Regions from separate parts of the Salmo salar genome. Here region 1 is linked to region 2. A link is a contact called in public Hi-C data. All regions are on one chromosome and are shown on one strand. The core of a region is the stretch at or near the end of the contact, and the rest is flanking DNA. Distances in the headings are between cores, read along the strand shown. Region 1 holds the start of LOC106577251 (eukaryotic translation initiation factor 4E). Region 2 holds the start of LOC106577185 (methylcytosine dioxygenase tet3-B).

What was found. Hi-C and Micro-C count contacts between places; a contact is called where the count stands out from the background.
Region 1: a Hi-C map of muscle shows a contact between it and region 2, with 6 times the contacts expected there. The contact joins the promoter of LOC106577251 here to the promoter of LOC106577185 in region 2. A contact is called at or near these places in 2 of 3 Hi-C or Micro-C datasets (gill and muscle).

What each region holds. Positions count from the first base shown.
Region 1 is chrssa18:30,946,258-30,950,171 of Ssal_v3.1, forward strand. LOC106577251 (eukaryotic translation initiation factor 4E) reads left to right here and starts at 1,713. Exons shown (of 7, transcript XM_014155185.2): 1 at 1,713-1,842; 2 at 3,258-3,358. The coding sequence starts at 1,810. It overlaps LOC106577185 (methylcytosine dioxygenase tet3-B), which reads left to right. Exons shown (of 11, transcript XM_014155012.2): 11 at 1-1,348.
Region 2 is chrssa18:30,795,621-30,799,565 of Ssal_v3.1, forward strand. LOC106577185 (methylcytosine dioxygenase tet3-B) reads left to right here and starts at 1,439. Exons shown (of 11, transcript XM_014155012.2): 1 at 1,439-1,748; 2 at 2,796-3,945. The coding sequence starts at 2,986. It also overlaps the pseudogene LOC106577186.

The DNA of each region.
Region 1 (3,914 bases), core at 463-2,962, 150 kb after region 2:
ATTCAGAGAGAATTTTCCAATTCAACCTTATTCATTCAAATTAATTTGAAAATCCTGGATAGAAGGCTATTGAAATAGAATCAACCTCAATGCTGGTGGCATACTGTTTCAGGGTCAAAATGTAGTCACTTTCTGATGGTGCTAACTCGTCAAAATGTGATGCTGCACTGATAAACGCCTGTGTTTATTCTAAGGGTGATGTTATGATGCTTTTTGCATGACTAGCATTTGTTGTTTCCCTTCTGGATGGGCATGCCATACCTTTGTGCTCTACCGTCTCTGTCCTGAATGCATTTTGTACTACAGTACTTCAATCTTGTCACTGGTCAACTTGAACAGAGTTACAGAGTAGCATCAATTCTCTGCATCTTTTCATCATAAGTTCTAGGTCTATCATGTATTGAGTCAGACAGTAGACCTCTGCAGTATACAGTATAAACCTGCTTTGATAGGGGGAACCACGTAGGGTATTCATCAATGCTCACATTAGTCCATCATAACCATGTAAATATGGGCCCATTCACTAATACTGCAATTGATTAGGCATCTGTTGTATTGATCTGTATCAGTATATGCTGGATCTAATGCAGCTCAATGCAGATAAAGCACATTTCACTGGTGCTTTCATTTGAGTAATACACAGATCTGGATATATGTTTTTTGTATGTCTGTTGTTTTTCTCTTTGTTTCTCAGGTGTGAGGTTGTTCATTTACCCAGGCTTCAACCCAACTAGGGCACACACAGTCTCCTAACACAACTCTCTTTCTTCCAATAATGTTGTCAACAGATTGACAAAGTCAAACCATATACTTAGATTTTTCCTCTGAGATAAATGTTGACACATAGATTGAATGCATTTTATACAAAGTAGCTGCAGTACATATATAGTCTATTACATTATATTTAATGTAGGCCGTTGCAAGTTAATTATGTGGTAGAAAACAGTCACTTTAAAACGTTTCCAGCTTTACATAAGACAGTTTGTAAGAGAATAAACTTTTGTAATTGTTTCACTTGAAGATTTCTTGGTTCTACCATTATGTGTGACTTGAAAACTGTGTTAACCTACATGTACATCAAGGAGGAAAAACTAGCACCAGCATTTTAAAACTCAAAGGTTTTTATTGGAATAAAACTGTATAAAATAAATATTTCATGTGGAACTGACAGTTTTACTGTACTATTCATGGTTTGTAGATAACAGTCTTGTTATTTTGCAACTGATTGACAAAATGACTGTACATAACTAAGGTGTATATCAGTTTGACAGTTTTGAGAAAATACTAAATTCAGCATTCCTGTCAATGGCTACCCCCTGGTGAAATAAAGATGTATTTATATTTTGGACTTGTTGTGTGTCTTTTTGCTTTATTGACAATAAGTGACTTCAAAGTATACAAACTATAATACTTGTGTGTGTTTGCGCGCGCGTGTGTGTGTGTGTGTGTGTGTGTGTGTGTGTGTGTAGTCTCAGGTGAACATAACAGATGCCAATACCCCTGATTAGATATGTGTGTGTAGACCCTCAATAATGTACTTTTGGGAATAGATGGTAACCAGTAGAACAAACAAGATAGCTTACCTTATTCCCCGGGTCCATTCCTTTGTCACAGTGTAGTGGAGACTTAAATATTTGTAGTATTATAATTGGAGTAAATAGTGATAATATACCTGCGTGCGAAATGTCTACTGTCAGAGAGCGGGCTTTCTGCCATTCACATGCTCTTGAACTAAAAAGGCTTCCGTATATTTTTGAGTGATTCGTGACGCACCAGCTCCGAACGGACAGGATCATTTTTACAGGCAAGATGGCGACTTCGGAGCCGGTAAGCGAGATCGAGGTATGTGGACATTTCACGAATAAAAACGGAATTTAGAACCCATCCTTTTTTTATTTCGTTAAGTTTCATCTTATAGGGTTCAAATCTACCAGGTTTTAATGGACTATTTTGCTCGAGGATCTATGAAAGTGCGGGTGTCTGGTTCCAACATGCTCAGCAATACTAGCGATGGATTTAGGGGGTGGCATTGGCGACTGTTGGCAGGGAGTGACTGGACATAGCTAGGTAGTTCCTACTTGGTTCATTGAGTCAATACAATTCAATATATTACACTGTTACTGTGTCCCTTCAAAACTATTGATCGTATTTGTGATTGGTTTTATTTACACGATAAAAATTGTGACATCTGGACACGTGTGTCTGTGCTGTGTTAGCTAGATTTTACGTTAATGTTACCTTGCTAACTATAGCTAACTAGCCTGATAGCTAATGTTAACTAACTTGCTGCCACGGGGCTTGCTCATTTGAATCTGCACATTTTTGCACAAATGTACCTGTTTTGGGGCCAAATTGAATGCATTACTAGTTGTAACTAGTTAGCTAGCTAAATTGTTCCCAGTTAGCTAATTCAATAATGTCAGATTGTCGTATAGCTAACTAGCAACTGTAGTTAACGTCAAAAGTGGTTTAGTTGGCTAGTTAACGTACTGGTGAGTGGCATCAGCCCCATCCAGCAGGCGCATGACTTGCGGCGAATCAGAGATGAGGCATATGGACGGTCTAGCTAACTACTTAGGAGCTAGCTACCGAGTAGTAGCTAGAGTTTCAATCACATGTGGCTCTCTAGTAGTAGTAGTAGTAGCTATTAGTAATGGCGTTTGGCTTAGTCTCAGGTGAACAGAAAACGTAGCTAACTAGCTAACCACATTGACAAAACAGAGCCGGATAGCCATTGTCACCTCACATCACCTTGTTCTAGATCTTTCAATAGTGGAAGTCTAGATCTTCAGCATCTCCTTCACAGATGTTGGTAGATATTCAGTAGACATGTAGAGGCATTGTATGTATCATTCAGTAGTAGAAATGGCAGAAATCCTAGTTTTGTCTTTATACAAAACGTTACGATGTAGTCCGACATGGATAGAATACCTGCACATGTGGTATTGTTTTAGTGTCAGTGGTAGTTTTATTAAATGTAACCTTTGTTTAACTAGGCAAGTCAGTTAAGACGTGTTCAGGAGCAGAATGACCGATTTTTATCTTGTCAGCTCGTGGATTCGATCTACCAACCTTTCAGTTACTGGCCCAAACGCTCTAACCACTAGGCTACCTGTCGCCCCAGTTAGTATCCAGGATTATTTTGATATGATTGTGTATGTTAGGAGCTATTGGCAGGATGGGTCTAAGGATGTCAGATTTCCTGCAAACAGCTAATATTGTACTGATGAATGTTTTTGCTGTGTCATCCCATCCAGAATGCACCTGAAACAGAAGATCCCCAACCTGAAGTAATCCCCACTGCACCACCTGTGGTCACTGGTTCTGAGCAGTACATCAAACACCCCCTGCAAAACAAGTATGGGTACTGTGTGTCTGTCTGCTTTTGTGCATTACAATTAGTAAATGAGACAACATTTTGTGTGGTAGTCAGCTCATGCAACAATCAGTAACACAGGTAGCCTGAAACATAGGCTATTACTTTGCAGAATACCAGCTTTATATAGCATAACAGATGGGATTAGAAGAGATGTCTCATTGAATCTACTCTGCCTGTGATTGCCATATTATTCACCATAGGTAAATACAGAGGGGCTCCTTACACTGCCACTGTAGCCCATGACTCACTACAGTGGAATCTCCACCAAATAGCTGAGACTTTCTCTCAGACCCGGGTGCTGTGTAAGACTTGTATGTGACTTATGTCTGTCCTGTAGATGTTTGGGCTGGAAGCAGTGCTTGTTTGGTACAATATTTCCACTTTGCTGGCAACTGGCTGCTGATTACAACACATCTGCTGCTCAGCATTGACACCAGGAGTATATTCACTAGGGGGAAACGGGGAGGGACCTACCTGAATTTGTCCAATAGAAACTTGTTTTTGTTGCAAAACGCAACTGTTTGGACTAACGATT
Region 2 (3,945 bases), core at 189-2,688:
TGTAGACATATACCCATTTCTTCTGGATCTCTGGTGAGGTTTACCCATTCATTTCGATGATAGTAGTCTGTTATTGCCGGATGAATTGCCTGCACACTATGCAGCGCATCAGAACCAGGGTTTGTGTCACTGGATGTGTACTACTGTATGTTCTGTATTGTATTTCTGTATTATCATCACTAGTGAAGTCTGCAGCCGCCCTTACCTCCAGCTACGAAGGAACGGACAAAGTGATAGTCCGCCTGAGTGTGGTTGGGGATCACAGGACGACCACAGATGGAGACTGCAGCATCCATTGCCATGATGTGTGAGTTCAATCAGGACCCGAATGCATCCATAACTATGCAAAGAAAAAAACACAACAGCTACATGACATTCTCACCCAGCATTAAAAAGGACAACGCTCGAGGTCATCATCAGACCACCAATATAACTTACTAACACTGACATTCTGCCTTGCCTTGAGAGACACATAATGATGTGAGGCATAACGTTGTAAGCTGTTGATCACTGAAACAATGTATAATCAAGACATAGTTTGGTTAGCTGGCTAGTTACGTATCAAAACTAAAAAAGAGCTAGTAGTAGCTAGCTGTCATTGAAGTCGAGTTATCGTGCTACCGTTACTAGCAGATTAACGTTAACTAGTCAACTAGCTACAATTTCCAATCTCTACTATTGAATGGACTGTTCAAACACTGACTCACAGTTCAATCGACTGTTGCTGTACTAATAACTTATATTAGCCATTTTACCCACTGCAAGGTCAACACTGTCAGATGAACAAACGTTGCAAAACGGATCTCGCTAGCGGCGCGTTAGCATTTGCAGGTAGCCTCCATCTCTTCCTGATTCCCCAAAGAAACCTGTCTAGCGGGCACTCGTTGAGACAACCTCACCGAGCGACAATTGTGAGTTCAGTTTCCGGTCACTATTTTTGCGAGAAACGCGTAGCTAAAGAATAGCCAAACGTGCTTAGACAAACAGCAATACAAAAAACAACTGGCTACCGGTTAAATGTATGTATGAAGGGTTAAGGCACATGTTTTTATGATCACTAACTGTTGCCCTTCATGTGCACAGATCGAGTGTCGCACTGTCGCATGTGAATAACGTCATTGATAAATAACAAAAATGGCATAATTAAACCATAAATGTGTCAATTAATAATATGTCAACAACTGCCTAAACACTTTATCATTTTCTACATATAGGGTCATATAGTATTTGTGTGGAGCAGGTTAGTGTTTTTAAAGGTGTTATTATTACACAGTTCTGAAATATATTTTTAAAGCTGTTATTATTACACAGTTGTAAACCATACAGAATATGACGCAAAACATTAGCTTGTTAAAGGTTATCTAGGGTTTGAAGTAGTTTGATAGTAGTTTGTTACCTCTACTCATTAGAGAAAGTAGACAAATGCTCCATTCCAGGTTTTCCCAAAGACCCTTCACTCCAGAGCTGAGTTGACTCGAGACAGTAGGTCGCGTCTGGGAGAGGAGGGAGAGAGGGCTTCCCCGAATGGATTGACACAAGAAGGATTTACGCTATAAATTGTGTTTTATTCAGTATGGCTATATAGATGTTTGATAAATACAGTATTGGTAGATTGAGTCAATGTATCAGCGTTGTAAAGAAGAGCTACTAACCTGCCATATTTTCCGAGTGAAACCAATACAATGATCGTCAGTGTCTATCAGGAGTGGAATATTATTAGCAATTCAGACAGTGCAACTGTCTCTCTGGTATGTAAAGTATTTGAGCTGCCTTTTAAAGTCAACGTGTAAATAACATCTAAACCAACAACACGTATGTTATTTGTGACATTCACGAATAGCTTAGTCAGCCATCCAATGCCACTAGTGTCAAATACTCGATATTTTTCCGACATTTGGTCAAGTGCAAGAAAATCTACTCGACGCGGCAAAAAGTGTTGCAAGCTGGTTACAACATTGTCATTACGCTTCCGTCCGAAACTCTTGCAGTAAAAAAGTAGGCCGCGAGCCAAGTCCGGTGTTGTGTGATAGCCTGTACTTTTTAAAGGGCTTCACTTCTGCCTTTTAACTGTTAAATGGCTTAGCCTAAATATAAAATAAATACCACCGCCATGCGGAAGCAGAAGGAGCGTTTGGAGATTTTAGCATATTGATTAATAATACAAATCTATTATTGATATTGCAATGAATCATTTATTTATAGGACATGGTTATTGTGTAATCTGTTAACTACATGGTAATAAGCATGTCTCTACTTCACGGATCATTGCTTTGACAAGGTGTTGTGTGTTGTAAACTGTTTAGTCGGCTAAGCCAAATACGGACCGTATTTGGCACGGCAGGCCCAGCGCCATTCCTTTCGTTAAAGGGACACAGTAGGGAAAACTGCAGTAGCCTAAAGTGGGCTCACAAGGCGAGTTTATTGAACATGATCAGTTGAAAGTGAAAGACGGCTGGTAACTCGACAATCTTCAACACTATACAACTAACCCATATAGTTACACCTGATACCTCATACATGTTCTATTTGCAGTCACACGCTTCATTGCCCGAATGCAACACCATGCAATTCAAGATTTCTAAACATCTGCTACAAATTATACAATTGGGTTCTACTATACCCAGTACCTACAAAAAAAAACGTGTGACCAGGCATGTTTTGTTAGGAAAATAAAAAAGTTTTCTCCTTAGTGTTCAGTCAAACACGGATGTGTTTGGGTGTGTTATATAGTGCACTAATAGAGAAACAGACAGTTATTTTAACATATTTTTATTTTCTTGATCAATTCCCTCCAGGTCCTTGCACAGCTTTTCAACATGGTGGGAAAATAACTCAGCATTTGCGTGTCAGTGTAAGCCAGTAATCCAATCTCAAAAAAATTAAGGAAGAGAGAAAAAAAAGTTGAAGTTGGAGCACAGCTGAGAACAACCATTCACCTGGTTCCCATGCCGACTGCCCCATCTCTGCCCTCTCACATCCTCCACTATGCCTCCTACTCCCAAACCCCCTAAGAGACAACCCCCACCACAGACAAGGAATGGCTGCAAGGTGATACCCACAACAACAACCACCACCACCGCCAAGAGACAGATCTCCAACTCCAGCAAGTCCAGAGGAAAAGCCTTTGAGAGCCCACAGTCGACACCAAAACCACCCCGAAGATCCACAACCAGGACCCAGGCCCAGCCGGCCAGAAGCCCAGGGAGGAGTGGGGTTGGCAGGCTTGGCACGCTTGGCAGTCAGGTCCCGGGGGGGTCCCCTGGTAGGGTTAACCATGCCCCTGTGCATGTAACAGGATCAGTGAGGCTAAGGAGCCGGGGTAATCCTCTGCTCCAGCATGGGGTGGGAGAGGATCCGCCGGGGCGCAGGATGTCCTTACGGGGCATGGGGTGCTCCAAGAAGTTTCCTCCCCTGACGGTAAAGCCTTGCAGGGGAGGGAAGAAAGCCAGGGGCAGGGGAGCGAGGGGAGCAAGGGGTCAGAGATGGAGCGAAAGAGGGATTGAGCAAGGACCTGAGGAGTCTGACCCTGGTAGTATAGACCCTAGTGTGATTGACCAAGAGAAAGAGCTAGTCAGCCATGATAGTGAGGGCCAACCTCTTAACCTAAGGACTGAACTTGAAGACCCTTCCTGTGTTGACCAGCAGGAACCAGGAGTCGGCCATGAATGTGAGGGAAAACCTCTTAACCTGAGGACTGAACTTGATGACCCTTCCTGTATTGACCAGCTAGAGCCAGGTGTCGGCCATGATGGTGAGGGCAAACCTCTTAACCTGAGGACTGATGACTCAGCTAGTGATGGCAAACATGAAGAGTTAGTTGCCCATAATGGTGACGTGGTTGGTACTGACCCACACAATAAGCCTTTCAGCCATAGTGGTGACGGCAACCACTCTGAGCTCAATGACCCCATCAGTGTTGACCAACAACAGGAAAAGCTAGTCAAT